Linked DNA regions of Mus musculus: region 1 is linked to region 2. Evidence: chromatin contacts called from public Hi-C data. All regions are on one chromosome and are shown on one strand. Each heading gives the region's core, a stretch centred on a gene start, on an enhancer-like site or on the middle of the called end of the contact. The rest is flanking DNA. Distances are from core to core; before and after follow the strand shown. Region 1 has its middle 17 kb from the start of Gm25915. Region 2 overlaps Acsl4 (acyl-CoA synthetase long-chain family member 4).

What was found. Hi-C and Micro-C count contacts between places; a contact is called where the count stands out from the background.
Region 1: a Hi-C map of uterus shows a contact between it and region 2, with 2.8 times the contacts expected there. The contact joins two enhancer-like sites. A contact is called at or near these places in 3 of 39 promoter capture datasets (the 3T3-L1 cell line, 3T3-L1-derived adipocytes and the C10 cell line), 2 of 15 datasets of contacts at CTCF or cohesin (CD8 T cells and pro-B cells), 17 of 484 Hi-C or Micro-C datasets (8-cell embryo, CD4 T cells, CD8 T cells and 10 more) and 9 of 115 datasets of contacts at active chromatin or transcription factors (the 230-238 cell line, CD8 T cells, the HPC-7 cell line and 4 more).

Annotation. Positions count from the first base shown.
Region 1 is chrX:142,466,527-142,471,066 of GRCm38.p6, forward strand. No RefSeq gene overlaps it. Among named protein-coding and RNA genes, the nearest start is that of Gm25915, 17 kb to the right of the region's middle. Within about 2 kb of position 2,730, at least 87 of the 459 cell types and tissues checked have an H3K27ac peak or open chromatin away from gene starts, as enhancers often do. A contact at or near this core is called in Th17 cells and uterus, where this site is marked.
Region 2 is chrX:142,368,486-142,372,490 of GRCm38.p6, forward strand. The region is part of intron 1 of Acsl4 (acyl-CoA synthetase long-chain family member 4); the gene reads right to left. Among named protein-coding and RNA genes, the nearest start is that of Acsl4, 20 kb to the right of the region's middle. Within about 2 kb of position 1,671, at least 64 of the 459 cell types and tissues checked have an H3K27ac peak or open chromatin away from gene starts, as enhancers often do. A contact at or near this core is called in Th17 cells and uterus, where this site is marked.

The sequences.
Region 1 (4,540 bases), core at 1,480-3,979, 99 kb after region 2:
TCTTTATAGTGCCTGAGATTGAAGCCAGAGTCTTGTGCATAATAGTCAACTATATTCTCAGTGCACACAGTATTTATTAGCCTTTCAGCAAAAGTAATGCTTTTTAAAAAGGTAGCATGAATGGAGACGCCCACAGCCAAACAGTGGATGGAGCTTGGGGACTCTTATGGAAGAACAGGAGGAAGGATTGCAAGCCCCAAAGGAGATAGGAACTCCACAGGAAGACCAAGAGCGGCAATAACCTGGACCCTTGGGACTCTCAGTCTGAACCACAACCAAAGGCTGGGCCTAGGCCTCCCTGTGTGCATATATATATATATATATATATATATATAGCATATGAGCAGCTTGGTCTTCATGTGGGTCCCCAACAACTGGAGGGGGGCTATTCCAGAATGTGGAATATGTTCTTCTACCTAGGCTGCCTTGTCTGGCCTCAGTAGGAAAAGATGCACCTAGCCTCACAGAGACTTGAAGTGCCCGTTGGGGGAAGGATGCCCAGGGGAGCCCCCATCTGCTCAGAGTAGAAGGAGGGGGGAAGAAGGATTATAGGAGGGGTGTGGCCGGGAGGGGGGCAGTGAGCAGGATGTAAAGTGAATAAGCAAAAAGTAAATTTAAAATTAAAAAAAAAAAGAAGAAAAGAAAAGGCTTCCAGATATAGTGTATGAATGCTGCAGAGATTGATGAAAACCCCCTTCCCCGAAATAAAGTATACATATTATAAAAAACAAAACAAGGCAGCATGAACCTGGCAAAAGAATACATTATGGAGAAGTGGGGGGTAATAAGAAAATAGGTGGAGCACAGGGGTACAGTTTGGAGTGAATATGGCCCAACAATCAAGAGTTTAATCTGATTGAAAGTTCTGTGTGTGCTTCAGAAAACAAGTGGGAGCTATGGCTAATTGTGTGGCACGGAGGCCGACCTCAGAAAACCTCAACCATGAAGCAGACATTTGAATGTTGATTAGTAAGGATTCCTTGTATTAACATTGCCATTTCACTCCATGGTTTTATTTGCAGTATTGGGGATTTGAACCTGGAGCTTTGTGCATGCTAGGCAGGTACACATCTAACTGTAGAGCTTTGAAAACATCTATAATTTAATTCATTGTGATGTGCTAATGAGCTCGGTTTTGCTCTATAGCACAGTTACTATGGCAAGAAGCTATATGGTGAATAAAAGGAAATTTTCTGAATTGTTTTTGTACCTTCTTGAGACTATTTAAGACTATTCTTGAGATCATTTAAGCTTGTAAGATGTAAGATGTAGAATAGTGGTTGTGGAGATCTGTGTGCATGGTTGTTTTAAAGGAGAAGAAATAGAGACAGTGAAGAGGCTCTAGCCAGGTTGAGCATAGCGAGCATGACTGTTGCAGGCCTTGCCCTTCTCCCCCATTCCCTCTGCCTTGCTAAAAAAACCAGTAGATTACATTCCTAAAGCTAGCCATCAAGGTCCATTCCCTTATTTGGCCACTTCCTCCTCCTGAGGCTGATTACTAAGGTCCAGCTATCAAAGTAGTGAAGTCCAGCAATCAACACCCCCACCCCCGCTCCCTGGGGCTATCCTAACTAACCTCTGCAATCAAAGGTAAACACCTCAGCCCTGCACAATGGTTCCCCTTTTACCTTCATAGACTGCCACTTGCGCATGCGCCTTATCCATCTCCTCTCTATCCAGAGGCAGTCCTTTGTCCCTCCAGAACAAAGACCCCTTCCCGTCTGTCCCTTCCCCCATTTCTCCCTTCTCCCTTGTTTTCTTCCCCTTCTCCCTCGTCCTTTGTCCCCTATCTTTGTCTCTTTTTTCCTGCCCTTTGTCCCTCTGAGACAAGTAAATCTTTATGCTGAGAACTTGGTCTTAGGGTATTTGATCCCTTCAGGCACGATGAGAAAATGTGATTGCAAGCAGAAAGTTCCTTGTTTAAGTCCTACAACTTGATTCAGATAGAACAGAGTCTGGTCCTGGGTAAACCAATGTGTGAGCTCAAAAGTGGCGTGCTGAGTGAAGATACTTGGTTTGTGGACAGTCAGCTATTCAGGGGTGAGTCAGCCCCTGACTGGTTTATAAAGATTCTGTGAGCAATTTCATCTGCTCAGCTGTTGAACAAGTAAACCCAAACTTGTGTTAGAAAACACTGCAGAAATACCTCTGAAGGTCTGTACCTACACAGAGCCTGGAACAACCTTCTCCAGTAAGTGAGTGAGCACCCATGTATACAAGATGCCTACGTGAGTGTAGGTGATGGACACGCAGAAGCCCATTTCATTTTCCAAGAGGAGTGTGGTGGCATTTCCTTGTAATCCCAGTACCTGAGAGCTGCAGGCAGGATAATTAGGGGTTCAAGACCAGCCTGGTCTGCATAGCAAGATGGAGGTTAGCCTAGGCTACAGAGTTACTTTTGTATCACAAAAAAGAAGAGGAGGCAGTACCCCACTAATCATTCTAATATTGACTGTTTATCCAACTATAGCCATTCACTATTCAAAGTCGACAAAATCAAAGAGCTGAATGCCAACAAATAAAACCTCTCCTTGTTTCTCGTGTTTCTTGTCTAGAAATAGATTTTGTTTTGTGGTAAACATTGAGTTAAGGGACAAGAAGTAAGAGGGCATCCTCCTTATTCATCTCTCAACAGGTAGCTGTTTCCTCTTCTCTTTGCCCTTCCCCCCACTAGCACATTATGACCTCAGCAGAGCCACTGGCGAAAACCCCACCAACTAGTTCAGCTGGTTGCTAGGATACAGGCTAAAAGGAGGAGGGAGGATAAGGACGGGAACCAGAAGCTCTTTCATGCTCTATCTTTCCCCCCTGGCTCTTCTGAAAGTTTCAAGTTTCTAGCTTTCATTCCATTTGGTTGTCTCCCTTCAGCATTTATTTCTGGAGGCAAGGACTTCTGCCAGTTCGAGTTTATGGTCTGCCTTGTACAACAGCGGGCTTCCTTCAACGATTCTGACTTTGCTCAATTATCGTGATTGTTACAGTTTGAACTACAGAGTTAGAGCAGCCAGTCATGAATAGTCAGAGGATTTATCACTTAATAGCTGAACTGTTTGGGTCATTAAGGGGTAGGAGAGAAACAGCCAAGTGATTGTTACTCCTGCAGAAACTGTAACAAGATGATGCCTGTTTGCTTCCTGCTGTCTTCCTGCACTCCCCTCTGTAAAAAGATGGAGATCTTTAGTTTTGTCTTTCTGACTTTTGAGGTCAGGAACCCTAGTTTGGAGAGAGGTAAAGGTCATTGCAGGGTGAAGGGAAAGCAGAGGAAACCGGTTTGGACTGCCTTCAGAGTTAAGCACAATACTTTTGCTTTTTACAGATCACTTCAGACTAGGCCTTTTTCCAAGATCATTTTGAAGGAATTTGCATAGTTTCCTTATAGTATTTGCATTAACCCAGGCAGGTGGCAGGATTCTCAGCTTCTCCGCTGCGTCTATGTGCTTCCAGTGAGAGGACAGTGAATTTGCCAAGGGCACAGAAAACGCAAATGTTTTCAGAACTCAAGCCTCACCCACCCAGTGACTGATGAGAGTCCATAGGTTTGAGATGTAGCTGTCGTTCTACAGAACAAAACATTTACTATAGTGTCAGGGGCAAAATATAAGCTCAATAAAAACTGTATGCTGGGGTTATATGTAGAACAAACAGATCAGGGAGATAGCTTCTCTGAACTTTTCATAGAAGCTGAGCTGAGCAACTGTGACCTCCTCTCAACCTGTATTCTTTTTCCTGTGCCAGCTTTGTGGTAAACCAAGGGTGTGTATACCCCTTATGACAGGAGATATGAGATAAACAAAAATGGGTGGCAACTTTCTATATGATACTCTAGCTAGCAATTGGGTCATGGCATTCCCTTCACTGCATTATTTGCTTTGCAATAAACATGTTCTCTAATTAGCAGGACATAGCAGCACACGCCTTTAGTCCCAGCAGTTAAGAGGCAGAGGCAGGCAGATTTCTAAGTTTGAGGCCAGCTTGGTCTACAGAGTGATTTTCAGGATAGACAGGGCTACACAGAGAAACCTTGTCTCAAAACAACAACAACAAAGAAGAAGTTCTGTAAATCATGATGTCTTCAAAATCCAAAAGAAGCAATGTCCAATAATGGAATTTCTAGACATGGATCATGGTGACAAGAAACCATTTCTGAAAAAGTCATCCATTGCTCCCTCATGCCTCTCTACTGTCATTTAGATGAAATCATACTAGGGCAATCCAACTATTTTTTTAACAGACAATCTGCAGTACTCTATTACAATATTAGAGGTTCCTTATCCCCTCAGAACCACTCACCAGAAACATAAATTGCTATATACCAAGTCTAGAGACTCTAATTCAGGTATTATGGTCTAGAGGTTAATAATTCTGATCTCTAGTGATTTCTAAGTTAATGTTATTGCTGCAAGTCTTGTGCCCATAACTTAAGCCCATTGTTTAATGTCCAGAAGCACAGGCTAGACCACTTGGGTTAGACGCTATACCCTGCTACTAACTGTCTTCATAGCGTTATGATGGAGACATGACTTTTATGCCTCAGTTATTT
Region 2 (4,005 bases), core at 421-2,920:
GCAGGTTGACTACATTGGACCACTTCCTTTGTGGAAAGGACAGCGTTTTGTTCTTACTGGAGTAGACACTTATTCTGGTTATAGATTTGCCTTTCCTGCACGTAAAGCCTCTGCTAAAACCACCATCCACGGACTGACAGAATGCCTTATCTATCGTCATGGTATTGAGCCAGGCGGTGGTGGCAAACATCTTTAATCCCAGCACTCGGGAGGCAGAGGCAGAGGCAGGCGTATTTCTGAGTTTGAAGACAGCCTGGTCTACAGAGTGAGTTACAGGACAGCCAGGGCTACACAGAGAAACCCTGTCTTGAAAAAAAAAAAAAAGAAGAAGAATGGTGTTTATAGATAGGAGAAAAACCAAGAACAGCAGCATCTAAGCAACACTTCAAAACGGAAATGTCCAGATTGCAGAATTATAGGTGGCTTTAAAAAAAAAAACGTTATCCTTAAATTTGTCTTAGATCTTTTTAAAGCTTCCACAGAGAATATAATCCATGTTTCACTAATAATAAGAAAGACTTTCAGTTAGTTCTAATTTATGCTGATATATTTCTCTGTGTTGATAAGTGACAATCAATATATCATCCCCAAAGGTAAAATTTGAACCAACTCAGGAGAATAAGTGATACTTAAAAAGAAGCCAAGATCTGATTTCAAATATACTAATACAATTAGATTGAATACTTCCTCTGTTTTCTTTTTTTCTTTAGGGTGGGTGAGGAGGGGTTCAAAATGGGGTATCTCTGTGTAGCCCTGGCTGTCCTGGAACTCACTCTGTAGACCAGGCTGGCCTCGAACTCAGAGATCTGACTGTCTTTGCCTCCTGAGTGCCAGGATTAAAATTGTGCACTACAGCCACCCGATATTTCCATCTTTCAACCAGATTTAAAGTCAAATCAACAACCTTTTTCTTATTATAACTATAATGCTGTTTGCTAAGACTAAGCATCCTTGCCATTCCCTCTGTTAAAATGAAACTAACAAAGGCATGGTGTGGCTGCAGGTCAGGGGAAGAGTGCTTACCTAGTAGGCCAAGGGCCTTATTTTCATCCCTCTGCACAAATAAATGAGCAAATACTAGCAAAAAAAAATATTACTGTTGTGGTCCCACGAGTCACCCCAGAAATATTTCAACTACCACTAAATAAATAGATGCCATTAAAAAGCCAGCAACTATGAAGCGTCCCACACACAAATGAAAGTGTTAATAATGTCTGGAGTCCACCGCTCCATCTATCTTTCCTATTAAAACAAACAAGAATACAAATGATAGAAGACAACTACATAATATAATACTTAATAACCCTTTTAATGTCTGTGTGTAGACTACAGAGTATTGCTTTCTACACTGGTAATCAGAGGGTCTTTGAAGGGATTTCAATAGTGAACCCTTTTTTAGTACCTCTTGTTTAATATCTGGCCTCTGGAAACAAACATGAAACTTTAGAGACTATCACTTTACCAAACACAGTCTTGCTTTGAGACACTGCAAGGAAATGTGATACCTTATAAATGTGCCCTGGATGATTTCACAAAGTAGGACGCAGAGAAAGGCTGAATCATTTCTCTCCCTCAAAGTTTTCATTTCAGAATGTTTCAGGCAGCCGTAAAGCATCATTAAGTAATCTCACTTCCTGTAAGGTCAACGGGTCTCTGAAAGTGTCCTGCAGTAACCTCAAGAGGGCCGTGCTGCAGGAAGTTCACAATCCTGACGACTAGGCAAGAAAGCCATGTGCTATGCACAGGAGTTTATTGCAATACACAACAAGAGATTTACTCAAAACAACGTTGCCTTCCACGTTAAAGGAAACTTAGCTATAACTGCACAGAAGTAACACTTGAGAAGCTAGATTCCAAAAACCATGATTTATCACGAAGAAAGGAGAATCAGCGTGGTCACATCTCCAAGCTTCCCAAGAACTGTAGCTGAGCTGTCATCCTACAGTAGAATCAGACTCCTCTTTTAGAAAAAAAAAGTTGTCTCTAGTTATCCCACATACAGAAAATACAGATAGATGTATGATCACTATACTGAAAACACTTGCAGGTTCAAACTCTTCTTTGAATCCATAGTCATGTGTCATACATGAGTAACAAGAACACTAGCTACACAGCATTAACCTCACTGTCTCTTCTGTCTGTCTGTCATCCCCTACTTCTCCTTCACATATGTGTGCACATACGTTATAGTCTTACAAAAGCTACAATTTTAGCTTATGTACAACTGAGCATTTACAATCCACCTAAAATCTACAATAATGCCTTGATTCCAAATTAAAATCTTCATCTTAAAAGGATTAAGGATTTATTTTTTTTTTTGTATTTATATGAGTACACTGCAGCTGTCTTCAGACACACACCAGAAGAATGCATTGGATCCCATGACAGATGGGTGCGAGTCACCACGTGGTTGCTAGGACCTCTGGAAGAACAGTCAGTGCTCTTAACCACTGAGCCATCTCTCCAGCCCAAAAGTTTATATTTTAAGATGAAATAAAACATATGCAGTGGAAGAAATATCTCCATTTAATTTTTATTTTTACATTCATGCAAGTTTAAAAGACAATAGTTCAAATATTGAAACTGAGTTCCAATTTAACACTGAAAATCAAAAAAAATATGTTGACAAGTTAACTTCAGAAATCAAACAAAATTTCTACCTTTTGCAGATTAATGAACATCTTGTGTTCTGGAGGCTTTTTTTGGCAGTAAATAAATAAATAAATAACATAATATAATATAATATAACATAACATAACATAACATAACATAACATAACCAGTTATAATTTCCCATCTATACTTTTCTGGAAACCTTAGCAATGCATATCAAATAATGCTTGTTTGACTACCAGCCAATGACAAAAGACTAAAGCGAATCTGAATGTTTGTAAACTAATGCAGACCCTATAAATGCCAGCTGCTGGAATAGTTAATTCTCTGGGTCTCCAGTGCAGCCTCAGCATGCTAAGAAATGAGAGCAGAGCTCTCACCGGCTCACAGGCACCATGCTTCACCCGAGCTTAAGGCAGCCCAGATGAAAGGCAGCCTGCAGAACAAACAGGGGTCAATATGCCACAACTAGACAACTTATGTTCAACTGCTGGCTGGGCCACTTACTGGAGGCTGGTGACCTCTTAGATCCAGTTACCACAAGTATAAAATAGGGAGAGCACGGCTAGTGCCCACACCTTTTGCCATGATGAACTTATAGTTTCTCAAAAGCAATGACTTCTGGTCTTTCACCTCCTTTCCTAGCACATCATTTCTCTTCTGTCAGGAACATTCTATTCTTCCCTTTTCCGGCTTCCTTTACATCTTCATTTAAGCAGTTCTGGTAGAAAGCCCTCTCTGACTGTCCATCTGTGTCACATGCATTTGACACTGGCCCTCAAAGCACTCTGGAGCTCCGCACTTAAACTTCTACTTGTGGTCTCCTGCTTTAGTTCTCTCATTATTTAAGATGAAGGCCATGCTTCTCTTGATCACCACTGCAACACTGGGGAGCACCATACGGGTACAGGGCAGACTCCAAGTAGATGCTTAGTTAAGTGTTCCTTAAATGAATATTGAATGAAATGACCAGTCAGACAATGGCAAATAACAGCAAGAGGAAATTGAGGAAGAATTTCTAAGCTACAGCTTTCATGCTACGCTGAAGTATGAGCTCTTCACATATTACAGGAGTGTTTCTTCTTATACAACGAGAAGTTTTCCATTAAACATCAAAAGAAGTATCATATTCTTACCAAAATACAAAATAAGTGCCCTTTTGTGCAAAGAACCATAACTTCATAAAGCAGAGCAAACAAGAATCCACTCGGTATGTTTACGCTTATTATTAATATCGTGTCCCATATTCCAAAGTCTTTATTTAAATAGACTATCAGAACCACGTTATACAGCTCGTGTTCAGCTCCCTAAATATCAGCTGAAACACGCAAATATTAGTGGCCTGAGTGGAGGAAAAAAAAACAGAAGATGAAACCATGAACAAAGAAGAACA